2 separate regions of the Arabidopsis thaliana genome follow, and region 2 is linked to region 1. Evidence: chromatin contacts called from public capture Hi-C data. All regions are on one chromosome and are shown on one strand. Each heading gives the region's core, a stretch centred on a gene start, on an enhancer-like site or on the middle of the called end of the contact. The rest is flanking DNA. Distances are from core to core; before and after follow the strand shown. Region 1 holds the start of AT2G18600 (Ubiquitin-conjugating enzyme family protein). Region 2 holds the start of AT2G19080 (metaxin-like protein).

Region 1 (4,766 bases), core at 1,619-4,118:
TATGAGTACAACTTTAAATTTTTTGATTATTTTTCAAAATACATTTACTATATACAACATATATATCCTCTTAACTTAGATAAATAAACCAAAAAGATCTCTGAATTCTCAAAGTTCTTTTTTCCAGGTTTTGATCATAATCAGGCGGCTCTCCTCAATGGAATATTTGCCACCGGACAAGCAATAGGATCATTGGTCGGAGGAATAATTGCGGATAAAATGTCTCGTGTGTTTCCAAACTCGGGCAGATTGATTTGCGCACAATTCAGCGTTTTCATGGGAGCTATGTTCTCCATTGTTCTTTTAAGAATGATCCCACAGTCCGTTAACAGTTTCTACATCTTCTTGGTCACTCTCTTTCTTATGGGGCTGACCATAACTTGGTGTGGACCAGCCATTAACTCTCCAATCTTAGCTGAGATTGTTCCTGCTAAGCATCGAACCATGGTCTATGCATTTGATCGTGCACTCGAAGTGACTTTTTCGTCATTTGGTGCGCCTTTGGTTGGGATCATGTCGGAAAAACTTTTTGGGTTTGACGCAAAAGGAATTGATCATGTTAACGACTCTGGTCGTGAGGCTGAGGCACTGGGGAAAGGGATCATGTGGATGATGGCTCTCCCGTTTGGATTGTGTTGTCTTTGTTACACACCGTTGCATTTCCTTTTCCGGAAAGATCGAAAAATCGATAGAACTACTAGTTCAAGGGAAGTAGAGATGGCATGAGAATTAATGTTATACTCATCCTAATTGCTTTTGTTTTAGTAGTTCTGATATTTCTTATTTGAGATAAAAAAAATTAATCTACATATTCAAATCCCTTTTTTGGAATTAATACATCTCTTAGGAATTTATATATTTTTGTGATAGTCGATATATTAAAACTTTATTGAGACAAGAAAATTTTCTAAAATTATACTAGTACTTTTTTCATGAATTGTTTTTATGTATTGATGAAATACACAAAATCACCAACGTGTAATTCATATATGGCAGACGTCTCGTTGTTAAGCAAGTATTATTATCTGGCTATAATCTGGTAGTGAATTGAAAAAGAATTGTGCGGTAGAGGAGTTAAATTAATATTTAAAAACATTCAGAAAATTCCTAAAATCTCTTGGTCTCAATGTACAAGAGTAGACAAGACAAAAAATTTTAGAAGAAGAAAAGGGCTATGAAACCGAACCAGAGACAGACTACATGCAGCGAGGAAATGAGGTTTGGCCAACTTGGCCACCCATCATTGCCCTTCTGACATTATACTCGAACGTCTTCGGGTTATCCCTCAACACTGCAGCTGCTTCATGGTTCAGAGGATCCTCGTAATTGGGTTCCTATGTGAACAAACAAAGCAAAACAAGTCTTCAGATTAGAAGGCCCAAGATAATAACATCAATGGAGTATCATCGGTCAGGGAGAACTTGTTACCGTGAAGAGATGGAAAAGACCGTAGATAACTGTGTTTATGTTGAGAACCGGTTTCCAGTCTTCACGCAAGATGTTCAGACAGACGTTTCCTTCTAGATCGATATTCGGATGATACACCTACAACATTGACATTCTTTAGCATTCTGTATAAACATATCAGACAACATAAAACGCTTCAGAGACTGAGGAAAAAAAGCCTAACCTTGGTCTTGCATTTCACTTTAGGAGCTTCGTGGGGGTACATATTAGAGACTTGGAATGAGAACACAAAGTTACCACTCCTGTTTAGGTATAACAAGAACGAATGAGTGTGTTTTTGCGCAAATTCAGGGACCCAAAAACAAAAATGAAAGATAGAGATTTTGTTTACTTACAAGTAATATCCTTCATCAGGTTTAATGGTTACTTCAAAATTCATCAAGTCATTCTTCCCATTCGGAAAAGATATCTTACAAGACTTTGGTAAGTTCAGCTCCGATATATCTATGCACAAATAAACAGAGATGATTTATCAGTTACACCTACTGGAAGACAACATAGAACCCTAAAAATACTTGATAGTGATAACTCTAAAAGAACCTAAAATCTACAGTTTGTTCAACATCGAAACTGAATAAGATCAACAGCAAAACCTGATGAAGAAAGTCAAAACACACTGAGAGAGTATCAACTACATCAACTAGAAGACAACATAAAACCTCTACAATCTTATAGTTCTAACACATAACGAACCAAATTCAATAGAGATTTTACAGTTACACCAACTAGAAGACAACATAAAACCCTAGAAATCTACAGAGAAATTACAAATTGGTCAACATTAGACAGTGAATAAGATCAAAAGCAAAAAAAAAAAACAGAGAGAAGGAAGAGAAAGAGAACCTTTGTGAAGACGAAGTTCACCAGCAGATTGCTTCTTGACAGTAGAAGCTCCTCTTCCGTTGTTACTTTGAGACTCTTCTCTTTGCTTCTCTTTCACTTTGAATAACCCAATCATCGTTCTTCTACCCTCACAAATCAATCAACAACATCATACAATTATTCACACAAGTTTCTTTGGAAAATTCATGAATTACAACAGAACAATCACTCAAAACCCTAACGAAATTTCATTCAGAGAGATCGAAACTAGTTAAAAATTGACTATGAAACAAATCATGAATCTTCTTCGGATAACCAAACGATCGGAGATTTTATCAAATCGGAAGGAAGAAACAAAAAAAAAACTAAGATACGAAAAGTGAAAACGAAGAGATCGGAGAGAGCTTACGAGTTGCAAATTCTTTAGATCAATACAAAGATGAGCGAACCTTTCGTCTTCACTATTGATTTGGTTCGACGAGGAACGAACGAACGTAGCTTTCTCCGTAAGCTGATTCTGAAAAAATTACAACCCTTCTTCAAACTATATATATAATGAAAATCCGAAACTAATATTACGTGCTGTGGTTTCGGGCCTGGAAAGATTACGGGTTTCGCCTCAGAACCTTCTGTTATTCAAAAAAATATTAAAAAAAAAAAAAAGGAAAAACTCATTTTATTAGGCCTAACGAAACTAAATGGGCCTACTGACATACCCATCCATCGTTTCAAAAGCAACTTGTAGAAAAACTAAACTTTTGGGCTTTACTCACATATCTTTTTTCTGGTATTTTTCTTTTTTTGTCTGTCAATTTTCATTCTCACTTGAAAACATAATACAACGCTCTACATCATTTACAGTAAGAAAAATACCATTTAGCCTGTTCTTGTAGCTCATTTGGTATGAGGGCTAAACACCACCGCATGAGTTCAAGTCATGGTAGAAGAAGATGAGGGGAAAAATACCATTTAAATCATCAATTATCCATTTTCGTTGATTTAAACCATGAATTTTAAATTTGATGAATAAAATACTTGATTTTATGTTAACTTTAAGTTAAATCACTAATTTTCGTTGACAAAACCAACTAAAACATATTATTAACTACCTAATGGACTAATCAGACAATGTTAGGTATCCGTTAATAGTTTCTATAATTAGCTAAAAGACATCATTTTCAAAAAAAAAAACCTCAAAATCGTTAATTAGCTTTCTCGAAAATTAGATTAGATTTTGAACCCTCATAATCGATTTAGAAGGTTGTTTTTTCAAATTATTGAACATCATCATCCCTAAACCACCCACAAGGGTCTAGACATTCCACTTCAAAGTTCAAAAAAAAAAAAAACTTTTTCGAGAAAGCACCATGACTACTCTAAATCTATTAATTTTTCCATGTGCCTAAAGATCCAGATCCGTAGAGAAACAAATTTATTAACGAATTTTCAATATTTTAGTGGTGTCGTCATGTCTCACGAGGTGTATATGATAAGATAAACAATCACAAATGAAAGCAAATTGTTCTTGTTTAATCAAATTATTAAACATTAGGTGATCATCCCGCGTTATGCCGCGGTTTTTTCAGATTTTTTTTATTTTTAATTTAAATATAATTTTTATTTATGTAATCATTCACTTATGCAATAAGCAACATTAAAATATCAACTGAAGGAGTTTGGAGATGAATATTGTAGCGGAGTTGGAGATAATCTAAGTCTTAGAATGACGACATTATATAAACTTAAGGACTCTCCCAGACACTAACATCGAGGAGACTACCCTAGCTTCGCCTTCCGGCGCCGGTGATGCTTTTGCTCACCGGCGTCGGGATTTCTCTTCTTCGTTTCACTTCTTTCGTTATCTCTTCATATTTTTAATTCTTCTCTGGCTATTATCTCAATCATCCCAACCCAACCTTCAATCGTTTAACTTCCTCGGCCGTTCATTGACGACAGAGGGCAGAGGAAATGCTCGATGATCTTTCCTTCTATTCAGCTTTTGTCCGCATCCATCTTTTTGAAGTTTCCACCAACAGAACAGCCCCAATTTTTCCAATCTAAAACCGCTATGATCTCTACATGCAACACCATCCTTACCTCCGACCTGTTTTATGTGGGTATCTCATCTACGTTGACCTTATTCCCACCAGCATCATTTAGCGTTTATCGGAGTTCTTATCTGCCGCCTCAGATCCGTCGCACCATCACCATCCTCTGCCACACTGTTGCCTTGTTAGGGTTCCTCTTAATGGGCCACTGTTCTTCGAGCCCATTAACCAAATTTAGGCCCATCCCCCAAAACAATGGCCCATCTCCACTAATGCATTGGCCCAGCCCCTCTAAACGGTCTCCGCAAAATCATAGGTTTGACCCAAACTCCTTTTTGTCTTCTCTTAGCTTGTATTTGCATCGATTCATGATACCAATTGCTAATGGACATCAATTGAATCATAATCGAACATTGCTGCTATGTTGGT
Region 2 (4,766 bases), core at 1,316-3,815, 190 kb after region 1:
AAAGTGCATAAATATTTGTATACGTCATGTATATAAAAAACATATAAGGCCTAGATATCTTCATAAAAGTGTTTCTTGAAGGCCTCCATGTGAGCCACCTGTAGACACGTCGCGAGAATCACCGAGCCATCTTCGTTTTGATCCGGCAAGATCAGCGAGTCGCCGTCAAAGTCATGCGTGCCTGGTCCCGTGTAGAACTCTTTGCCCCATCCGAAATCAAGGCCGTACATTGGCAAAGTTAACCAGCTCACCACTCCAAGATTTGGGTTTCCGTAGAATGGACCTTCCGTGCTTCCCAAGGCATGTAGATCTTGAAACTTCTTCAGATCTTTTTGGTTCTTAAGATACTCTATCCCAATCATCACGTATTCGTTTGTTACATTCTTTATGGCTTTACTGATTAAACTCGCCGCGAAACCCAATTCATTCGATATCAGTTCACCTATATGCATAACAAAATTATCGAAACAGACTTTGCATTGTAGAATCAGTACGTACTAACCTACATTTACGTGGATGAAAAGCAACCAAGAAAAGTTTCATATATCCAAGTTCTTCAGATAATTTTAATTGTTCAGCAATAGTAGAAATTAATGATAATCCATCAGTTTCATAAAAGAGTCGTTTTGACGGTCTTTTGACACGAATTCTAAGATAAACAAATTACAATATTTTGTAATATTTTTGAATTGAAAAAAATTAATAAATAAATAATATATATAATTGGAATATAAAAGTAATGAACAAAATCATAATTTTTGTTTAGAGGACTAAATTAAATTTTGAAGAAGTGTATTCAAATTCACAAAACAAACAAAATTTCTATGGATAGTAATAGAAAAGAAAGAAAAAACACGTACCTGAGGTGCTTGCTGCGACCACGTCAAGAGTAGCATTGCCGAAGTAGCCGCGTGGCAGAGGTGGCTCCATCCGACTACGAGTATCTATACAGATTCCTAGAGCCGTTGGTTGCTCCGGAGAGTGGCCACGTGCTTTACACGCGCACCTCCACACGTGTCCGGTGACGGTCTCGTACCTTGTAAACCCTTTCGCCGGGTCAGAGTGTTTGCTTCCGTTGGCTTTACTTCGTAGCTTCTGCAGCTGAGATGTGCTCAGTGGTAGCATCACCACAATCGTTTTCTTCTTTCTCTCTTCTACATTGTCCGTTTCTCCGATCAAAAACGGTGGCTGATCAAACTCTTTGTGGTCGAACTTTGGGGGCGACACAAACGGTGGGAGCGGTTCACCAGCCCAGAGGATTTTCCGGTCTAGAAATGGAACGGTTTCTAACGGTTCACCGCGCGCGAGTCTTCCCCATTCCGATATTAAGTGAAGCGCGCTTTGGCCATCTACGATCGCGTGGGAAACGTTGACGCTAAGGCTTATTCCACCGCATTTGAATTTGGTTACCTGAGCTAAAAATAGAGGAATCGTTTCGATAGGGTTTTTATAGTTTACTTGCGGCATAAGATTCTCGAATTCCGGCGTAGGAGAGAAGTCTTTGAAATCCGAAAGCTTCCCCTCAGATTCCGCTTCAATGAATTCCACTCCCTCGGCGTTACAATTGAGCTCGAACCGTCCCCGAGGGAGCCATCTGAGACGGCCAGCCATAGGGTAAAAATGGACTAGCACACGGCTCAACGAGGTTTTTAGGATTTCGACTACATTGCCTTGGAAAGATTCAGATGGCTTGTCGTAAAAGTAAAGGGTGGGAATGTGAGTAATTGTACCAACTTGATCCCACTCGGCTAAGGGAAACCTACCGCTCCACGTTGGTTCGGCCGGTACTATAGTGTAAGATTTTCTAAAAGTTATGGGAGCCATAACACAAACCCCCTTTCTTTTTCTCTTCTCTTTTTGAAGTTCGTGCTAAAGTAATGTTTATATAGTACACAGAATCATATGGATTCAACGAATTTTTCTTGCTGTTAGTCAAAATTCAAAAATGTTTTTCTCGTGGTTTAGTTTGTTTCCTTCGAAGCAGCTTAATTAGTGGAAGTGAGAATAAGGTTTAGTTTTGTTGGTTGTATATGATCACGCGTATTACCCTTCTTCTCTATTTTGTTCACATTGTGGATGAATATATATTTCCACGAAAAAATGAAAAAAAACGAGGTAAGAACATATAACATAAAATTCATATCACTATTAGGGAATGTGTTATACTTTTTTATGCAAGTATATTCCAAAGTATAAATTCTAAACTAAATCCTTAAGTATATATCATAAACTCTAAAAAGAAATGGTAAATCCAAAATACTAACTTCATAGCATTAAATTCAAAAGCCCACATCGCCAGTTTTGATTATATCTTCTGAATTTAAGTTGAGTTTATTTTTATAAAGTCATCTTGAAGAAAAAAAATGTGGATGATGTATTTTACACTGTTACACAGTAATTTTAGTTTTTACAAACTAACAAAAAGGAGAAAACAATTCCACTTTCTCCGAGTCTCCTCCTCCAGTAGTTTTGTCTTAATGGGTAATTTGTGGGCCTTTTAAAGCCCAAAATGAGTTATCGTATTAATAAACCCTAGTTTTAAACCCGACCGACTAAACCTTAACCCAGACCCGGACTCGACTGGATCTTCTCTTCTCGCCCCATCTCTCTCTATCGACGATCGAACTTACTTGAGTACTTCTTCTTCTTTTGACCAGAGCTCTCACACATACGAGTCACTATAATGGAAGGCGATCAAGAGACGAATGTTTATACTTTGGTGGCAAGGAAGCCTTCCTTCGATCTCCCAACAGCTTGCCCTAATTGTCTTCCTGCTTATATATACCTGAAATTAGCCCAGCTACCTTTTGAACTTGCGTTCAATTCAACCTTCCCTGATTCAGGTTTGCTTCTGTTTTGATTCCTCGCTTCGTATTTTGGTTGTTGTTAGATTAAGGTTTTGGTTGCGTGATGTGTATCTGTTGGAAGTGAACATTGTTAATTCTATTAGCTTGAATTGAGATTCGAATCCTAGACAAGATAATTTTGAGTTCTGGATTCGAATTCGTACTATTAAGATCCTGCTCTTAGGTTAATCAGAGTTTAGATAGGGTTTTTAGGCAATAGTAATTCAATTTTGAGGTGTATATATGCATTGGTGAATTTTTCTGGATAGGAAGTGTTCATCATAATTTCTTGTTATAGCTTTGGTTGAATTCCTCGTTATCGTAATTGTTAATTCGAAGAGAATGATGATGTTTCATACTTGTTCAGAAGAAATTAGTTGTTTGATTTAGCTATTGAGTTTGTATATTAACAATATCTTCAGAATTTCTATGTTATGTTTGATAATATCTCTAGACACTTCGTAATCCTTTGTTCACGGATTTACAAATTTGTGCATTCAATATTTATAAGCTTGTGTATTGACAATGTTAATCATTTGTTTTTAATATAGATGAACTGCCGTACTTTGAAAGTGATACATATGTTGCATATAACAATGAAGATGGAGGAGTAATTGAAAAACTGAAGAAAGATGGGATTGTTAATCTGGACTCTCAGCTACAGTCTCTTTCGGATTATTTATCTTTGAAGGCTCTTATTGTGTCTTGGCTAGAAGAAGCGCTTACCTATGAGATATGGGTTGGTACCGAGGGGATATCTACATCGAAAATCTACTATTCAGATCTTCCTTGGGTGATCAGCAAGGTCCTGTTTTATAAGCAGACATACTTGGCAAAGAACCGTTTAGGAATCACCAAAGAGAACGCAGAGCAAAGAGAAAAACAGGTCGGGTTTGTTTAAGTTTTGTTGTTACTTTAGAAGACCTGTGGTTTATATTTGTGAGCATTTGAACTAGTTATTAAAGTTCATAGTCTTAAATGTGAACAGATATACAAGAGAGCAAGTGAGGCATATGAAGCTTTGTCGACTAGGTTAGGTGAGCAGAAGTTTCTCTTTGAAGACAGGTATTGCAATCACATTCCGGAACTGGATTCTTTCCCTTAAGCCTTTTTGTAAAAGATTGACAATGTTTATATTATTCTCTTCCCACAGGCCATCGAGTTTGGATGCTTTCTTACTCTCGCACATACTTTTTATAATCCAAGCGTTACCAGTGAGCAGCTTTAAATTTCACCAATATATTTCTCAGTTATGGGTTTATCAGGTTGAATTTAGCCTTAGAACTATTTAGATGAAGTAGTTTTCTTAATGGTGCATGATCAGGTTACATCAGTGCTTCGGTGCAAACTTCTGGAACATAGTAATCTTGTGCGATATGCTGAGAAACTTAAGTCAGAGTTCCTTGAAGCCTCTTCTTCATCTCCTTCACCTCCACTTCACTCATTCCCTTCCTCATTTCCAAGAAAGAGTAAGACACATCTAACCTTCAACGTCCATATCATATATATTTCATCATATTATATATCTGTCATATATGCAACATTCATTGGATATGTTTAAGCCTGTGAAGGAAGTGAATTTCATCTTTTGTTCAGGTTCGAAGCCAAAGAGCAAACCAAAGGTAGAAAAGACCGAAGAGGAGAAAAAATTTAAGAAAAGAGCAAGGTTCTTTCTAGCTGCTCAGTTTCTAGCTGTCGTCATTTACGTATCAGTGATGGGAGGAGGTAGTTCTGATGAACTGGAGTATGAAGATGAAGATGACTAAACTAAAGCTTTTCTTATTAAATGGACCGGTAACTCTCAGGCGAACTCTCTGAGACTAAGATAAAAACATAACCAGTAATCTCTACGCTTTTTTCTTCTTGAACTCTTAGTTATGGAGAGGATACAGATGTGAGATTTAGTCACATTATAATGGT

What was found. Capture Hi-C pulls out chosen DNA fragments and counts their contacts.
Region 2: a contact with region 1 is called in a capture Hi-C map of seedling, with 2.6 times the contacts expected there. The contact joins the promoter of AT2G19080 here to the promoter of AT2G18600 in region 1. A contact is called at or near these places in 4 of 26 Hi-C or Micro-C datasets (callus, cotyledon and shoot) and 2 of 3 other capture datasets (seedling and shoot).

The regions. Positions count from the first base shown.
Region 1 is chr2:8,072,141-8,076,906 of TAIR10.1, forward strand. AT2G18600 (Ubiquitin-conjugating enzyme family protein) reads right to left here and starts at 2,869. Exons shown (of 6, transcript NM_127416.4): 1 at 2,699-2,869; 2 at 2,311-2,432; 3 at 1,803-1,911; 4 at 1,631-1,709; 5 at 1,429-1,545; 6 at 1,027-1,334. The coding sequence starts at 2,425. The coding sequence ends at 1,197. AT2G18590 (Major facilitator superfamily protein) reads left to right here. Exons shown (of 5, transcript NM_127415.5): 5 at 128-726. The coding sequence ends at 726.
Region 2 is chr2:8,260,135-8,264,900 of TAIR10.1, forward strand. AT2G19080 (metaxin-like protein) reads left to right here and starts at 2,566. Exons shown (of 6, transcript NM_127465.4): 1 at 2,566-2,843; 2 at 3,398-3,732; 3 at 3,835-3,911; 4 at 4,000-4,060; 5 at 4,171-4,315; 6 at 4,443-4,766. The coding sequence starts at 2,684. The coding sequence ends at 4,612. SHT (spermidine hydroxycinnamoyl transferase) reads right to left here and starts at 1,851. Exons shown (of 2, transcript NM_127464.2): 1 at 861-1,851; 2 at 1-442. The coding sequence starts at 1,824. The coding sequence ends at 51. AT2G19060 (SGNH hydrolase-type esterase superfamily protein) reads left to right here. Exons shown (of 5, transcript NM_127463.3): 5 at 1-411.